Regions from separate parts of the Mus musculus genome. Here region 1 is linked to region 2. The links are chromatin contacts, called in public Hi-C maps. All regions are on one chromosome and are shown on one strand. The core of a region is the stretch at or near the end of the contact, and the rest is flanking DNA. Distances in the headings are between cores, read along the strand shown. Region 1 overlaps Nf1 (neurofibromin 1). Region 2 has its middle 10 kb from the start of Gm30470.

Region 1 (2,743 bases), core at 112-2,611, 360 kb before region 2:
CCAATGGAAAGAGCTATGAAAATTACCTTGTGGAAACGAGTCTCACCACTCTGTCTGCAAATTACCCTGCTTAGAATCACTTAGGAAAGAGGAGAAAGCAAGTGCAAACACAAGTGTAGTTTCTATACTTAGTATAGTCTTGGCTTAAAAAAAAAAAAAAAGAACAGAACACCTTCATATGTAAAAATTAAAAGATAATCAACTGGAAAAAAATTACCCAGGTTGGATGACCAAGTATGTATAAGGCCTCAGAACCAATAGCTTTAATTCAGCAATGTTAAGATGTGTGTGTCACGCTTATTTTCCTGTACTTATTGCTAAGACTCAAATGTTAGTATTTCTTAAGAATTCGTTACAAAATATTAGTTTGCCCCTCCCTCAGTCCCTGGCCTGTGGCTTTATTGAGGCTTGGCCTCTGTGGTTCCTTCAACTACATAAGGTAAAAAAAAAAAAAAAAAAAAGTCCACAGCTAGAAGATTAAATACACTGGGGTTAAAATATGATTTCTCCCCCAAACTTATAAGTGTGTAACTAAGACGACCCCTTCACTCTGCAAGACGGGAACACAGAAGGCCGTCCTCCGCGTACGGCCCGTGGCTTGCGGCAGCGGCAGCACTGCAGGGTTCATCCACACCCACGGTCCACGCTCTCAGTCAGGCCTCCTGACCGCCTGCTGTCTCTGCTGTCCTCAGAACAAGTGCTCAACCAGACACATGCCAAAGTAGAAGGAAAAACATCAAAGAAAAGCAGCATTAAACTTAGGCAATGCTCCAAGAGATGACCGTCTGGCGACACGGCGACCAGATGGGATCATAAGACACGAAGTGCAGCAGTGCAAGGTGAGGGGTCACTAGTGAGAAGCCATGTTAGGTTGGTTTGAAGAGTGAAACAAAGAACGCTTCACACGATCTTCTTAATGCTATTACGTTTGAAACTGCCAGCACTTCTTTGCTTCTGCACTTGGCTTGCGGATCCATGGCGAGTCCGTCCACTGTTACAGTGGCCAGCGGTGGGGGAGAGTTCAACGTTCTCCTTGTCGAGTCCTGGAGAGACACAACAGCTGGTTACTCCTCCTCTCCTGACGCTAGCTCAGGACCCAATCTCATTCATTGCTTGTGGGTGAGATTGGAATGGTGAGCAGTCCCAGCATACTCCACATTCACAGTAAACTGCCAGGACATTTACAAAGGCCTTGCCACATACTTTGCCTCACACCTTGCTAAGCTGAATTTTCTATCATTGTTGTGAAACAGCGTAAGAGAAAAGAGAAGTTGCAAGAACAGCTGGAGGGAGGTAGGGTGAAAGGCTGGCCATCCAGGAAGCCTTAGGAGAGTACCTTCTCCCAGTTGTACCATGAGTGTCCAGCAGAGGGCAGATTCTAGCCATGTATCCATCTTTCTGCATAGCCGCCATTTCAGAAAAAGGCATATACTTCTCCTTTAATCGGCCTCAATGCCTGTTCTGGAGGAATGAGGGCATCTCCTGAAAAGGTGACCTACCACGCAGGCCATGCCCGGATCTTGGCTTCATTTCAATCATGGAGAGTCACTACACTTGTCTCAACCTCACTCAAGGGTCCTATAATGTATTTTACAAATAATGTAAACGTTATTTTCAGAAAGGTGATCAGAACAAAAGGGCAAATTTAGAAAAATCTCAGCATATTGATAAAGGTTACAAATAAAGATAGAAAAGAACAGTCTGAAGGAGGTGAGGAAGGCAGTTTAGGCAGCGAGCATGTTCCTTCACAATCCCTGGTAGGATTTTGATCATTAGTTGATTGAGACAGGGTCTCTCTGTGTAGCCCTACATGTCTTGAAACTTGGTACGCAGACTAGGCTGTCCTGGAACTCACAGAGATCTGCCTGCCTTTGCCTTCATGTGCCACTGTGCCTGGCCCTGGATCTTCATTATGAGTGGGTTTGCTTCTAAAAAGTTCATTATACTGTAAACTTATGACCTGTGTACTTTTCTGCCTTCTACCCTTCAAAAGAATTTGCTTCCCAAATAGATACTGTACTCATCATGTCTAGCATAGCCATTGGCAGGAGGCATTCTGGTAGCTGATATAAACTGTTCACAGACACACGAGGAGGAGGAGCAGGGAAGGGCAGGCCACACTTAACTGGGGGTGGGGAGGCAGGAAACCATCTGCTCATGTCATGGCCCGCAGCGTTATCCCAGGTCTAACTTTAACTTTATGGACTACTTGAACTTAAAAAGAATCATTACATTTGGGAATGGAAACATTTCCATTTTTGGGCAATAAAGTATTATTTTAAGCCACAAGATATTTATTGTGTTACAGGAAGTGGGACAGATCCATGCGGCAGTTTGTAGGCTGAGGAGAACTGCACCTGGGATGACTGTTCTCTGGAAGACACAGCCTTCATTCAACACAGTTCCACTCCCGTCCTCTCCCATCCGTCTCCTACCAGAACCACCTTCTATGCCCTCCTTGTAGTCACTAGCTTTTGCCTATAACAACAACCTGCATAAACATCTTATCTCTTCAGCTGGAGTGAAACCACCCAGAAAGGGACCAGTTATCATTCATGTTTTTTTTTCTTTATAAAATCTAGCTAATCACTTTCAATAACTATTGGTTTGCAACAAATGTTTCCACTTTAAAATGTGATAGCTGGGGCCCTCTAATTCACAGCCCTCATGCGTGCAGCCCTTACTTGGCACCATGTACATTAGAAAGAGGGATGCTTCCCGGCCAGCTTCCCTCGGAAGTTGA
Region 2 (2,700 bases), core at 148-2,647:
GAGACTGAAATCCCTTCTGGCTGACACTGAAACCCCCTGAACTCAGCTCAGACAAGAGCTCTGAAGCCCAGCAGAGGAAAAAGCATAAAGATCTGTGTGGACTCGGAATATGCATACTGGGTACTGTGTGCACAGGGGGCCATCTGGGGAAGGGAGGGGACTGGTGACAGCCTCAGGGACGCCTATCAAAATCCTAAGGAGATCTGGACTGATTAGATGCAGCTCTGTTCCCTGAGTCATCGTGGCCCCGCACTGCTGAGACCACCAGAGGGGAGAAGATCCCACAATGCTCTCTTGTCCCATGGGAAACTTACCATTAGTGTTCAGGAGACACTTGGTAGACTCACCCACGTGACAGGGTTGTGGGCTGGAATGAGTAGGACAAGACAGACAAGACAGATGTCTTCTGGGAGAATCATCACCTAAGGGACTGGAGGACTCTAGGCACCCCTTTGGCAGGCCCAGACATGTTCATATGTGAAAATAATTTCTGCTCTTCTCTTTCCAGTGGGATATTTCCTGGTGGGTCCATTACTTCTTCTCCAATTGCCCACTGGCCATGACTCTCTAGCAGACCCAGTTCCACTGGTGACTGTCTCAATTCTGGCTCAAAGGAACAACAGAGGAAAGGCCCTCCAGGAAGTAGAGACCTACTGAGGGAACTCAACACACACACCTGAGACATGAGGGGCAACTCGAGTGGGCCACCTTGGAAGGTCACATGGAAAGCCCTTCTTGTCTGAGATAGAACATAAAGTTATCTTATTTTTTCAGGACAAAGGGATGACTACTTAACGAAGGAACATTCAGGACTTAAGGAACGGACAACTGGTTTGGAACAGACTTTCCAACTTCAAATTGTGGGCCTGCTGTCAGACATCTTAATCCAGATGGGACCAGAGCTATTTTGAGGTCGAAGGCCAACTCTCCTAAATCCCCGGGCAAGGACTACAGAGATCTTTACTACTGAGGGAACACTTTCCTTCTGGAAAATAGACTCCATAGCTGGAAATAGCACGACCCATGTTTACACTGCCCATGTTCCCTGGCGAGTGTTGGGGTGTTCTTACAGTTTGTGTCTTATGCTAAGGGCCTTACAGGAGTTCTCAGGAAGTCTAGCTAAGGTTTTTAGGAAGTTCAATGGATGTGGGAAAGATGATATGGGCGCCCTGGGCTGTCCTCTGTCCCATTCTCTTCCAACAACCCAAGGTTCAGCCCGTCCCACCCCTATTGCCTCCCTCGGAGGGTTCCCTTGCTGGTCCAGGGTGCAGAGGGTACTGAAGGCTGTCCTGGGCCCACATTCCTCTCACTTCCCGCCATTGTCCCTAGTTCCTGTATCCTTATCTCGACACTCTCCCCAGGCCGCCCCCAGCTGCGAAGAGTGGTGACTCATTTCCTTTCTTTCTAGTGACTTAATCCTGCCCCAGCAGTGACATGCCCTTCTGGCATCGCTGGGACTCGGAGCGTGGCACGGCTCTCCGGGGCCGGCAGGGGGCGCCAAAGCCTGCAGTGTGAGGGAACGGCCACAATCTGGGCTGGGAAATCCAAGACCTGAGGTGTATGGGACAGGGACAGTGCATTGCACATCCTGCCCAGAGGGGCTAGGAAATCACAGCTCCGCACTGCAAGGAATAATTTCATCTTCTACTCCGGCCTCTTCCTCCTGTGGTGTTCCCAACACTGTTTGCAGACACATTTCCTAAATAGTGATCACTGTGGGTCCTGCAACAGGGTTGTTCCAGAAATACTAGCCTGGGCCCTCACCAGGAAGAAGAGGATCCCACAGTTATAGATGGCCTACCTGACCCACGCCGGCCCTCTAGGCTCCCCTTTTCCTTCCCTCCCAGGTTCCAGAGAACAACAGACTTGCCTCGGTCTGGAAATCTCAGCTATTTCCCAAGAGCCACCCCGGGAGTATGAAGTAACAATAAGGCCACACAGTAGGTTTCAAGCCACACTGATCCCGTGGTTGGACTCCTCACCTCCCTGCACTCCACGAATTATGAATACAAAAGACTTGTCCTGGTATCTGAGGCAGCCAGAAAGACTTGGAAAACGAAGGGGACACAGGAAAGGGAAACCAGCCCTTCATTGAAGACTCTAAAGAACAGGAAGGAGCGGTGCAACCCTTTAATCCCAGGCAGAGGCAGTCCGAACTCTGTGAGTTCGAGTCCAGCCTGATCTACACAGTGAGTTCCAGGATAGTCAAGGCTACACAGAGAAACCCTGTCTCAAAAAAAAAAACAAACAAACAAACAAAAAAAAACCCCCACAGCAACCAATAGTTGGATGAGGTAAAAAATTCCAGGACGATTTACAACATGTGTTCCCATAGAGATTTTTTTTAATATTAGCATTTAATTAACCCCCTGGGTGGCTTCAAGCCACCAGAGCACAGGTACCTCCAACATCCTTTATCTTCTCTTCAGCTCTTCTGCCGAGGAATTTGGCCTTCATGATGACAGCTGCCTAGGGAGCTTTCCCTTTCCTAGAACAAGTTGCCGGATTGATTGGACACCACATACGGGAGCAGCTGCTGTCTTGTTTGTTTGTTTGTTTTGTAGCATTGACCCATGTCTGCTCACTGACCAGCACCCACAATTTATCCAGGTTGGCGATTGGGCAGAAGCTATGAAACTTCTTGAAGTGGTCATGCCTCACACCAACTTTCCCAAAGTACCCTGGATGATGATATTTGTC

What was found. A called contact is a pair of places that touch in the nucleus more often than the background predicts.
Region 1: a contact with region 2 is called in a Hi-C map of CD8 T cells, with 2.4 times the contacts expected there. The contact joins two enhancer-like sites. A contact is called at or near these places in 3 of 39 promoter capture datasets (hippocampal neurons, pre-B cells and stem cell-derived epiblast-like cells), 4 of 15 datasets of contacts at CTCF or cohesin (the NIH/3T3 cell line, embryonic stem cells, large pre-B cells and 1 more), 50 of 484 Hi-C or Micro-C datasets (the 63-12 cell line, B cells, the Ba/F3 cell line and 24 more), 3 of 115 datasets of contacts at active chromatin or transcription factors (the HPC-7 cell line, T-cell acute lymphoblastic leukemia and embryonic stem cells) and 1 of 9 other capture datasets (embryonic stem cells).

What each region holds. Positions count from the first base shown.
Region 1 is chr11:79,576,554-79,579,296 of GRCm38.p6, reverse strand. It overlaps Nf1 (neurofibromin 1), which reads right to left. Exons shown (of 58, transcript NM_010897.2): 58 at 1-1,043. The coding sequence ends at 901. Among named protein-coding and RNA genes, the nearest start is that of Rab11fip4, 13 kb to the left of the region's middle. Within about 2 kb of position 1,361, at least 29 of the 459 cell types and tissues checked have an H3K27ac peak or open chromatin away from gene starts, as enhancers often do. A contact at or near this core is called in CD8 T cells and T-cell acute lymphoblastic leukemia, where this site is marked.
Region 2 is chr11:79,212,923-79,215,622 of GRCm38.p6, reverse strand. No RefSeq gene overlaps it. Among named protein-coding and RNA genes, the nearest start is that of Gm30470, 10 kb to the left of the region's middle. Within about 2 kb of position 1,397, at least 119 of the 459 cell types and tissues checked have an H3K27ac peak or open chromatin away from gene starts, as enhancers often do. A contact at or near this core is called in CD8 T cells and T-cell acute lymphoblastic leukemia, where this site is marked.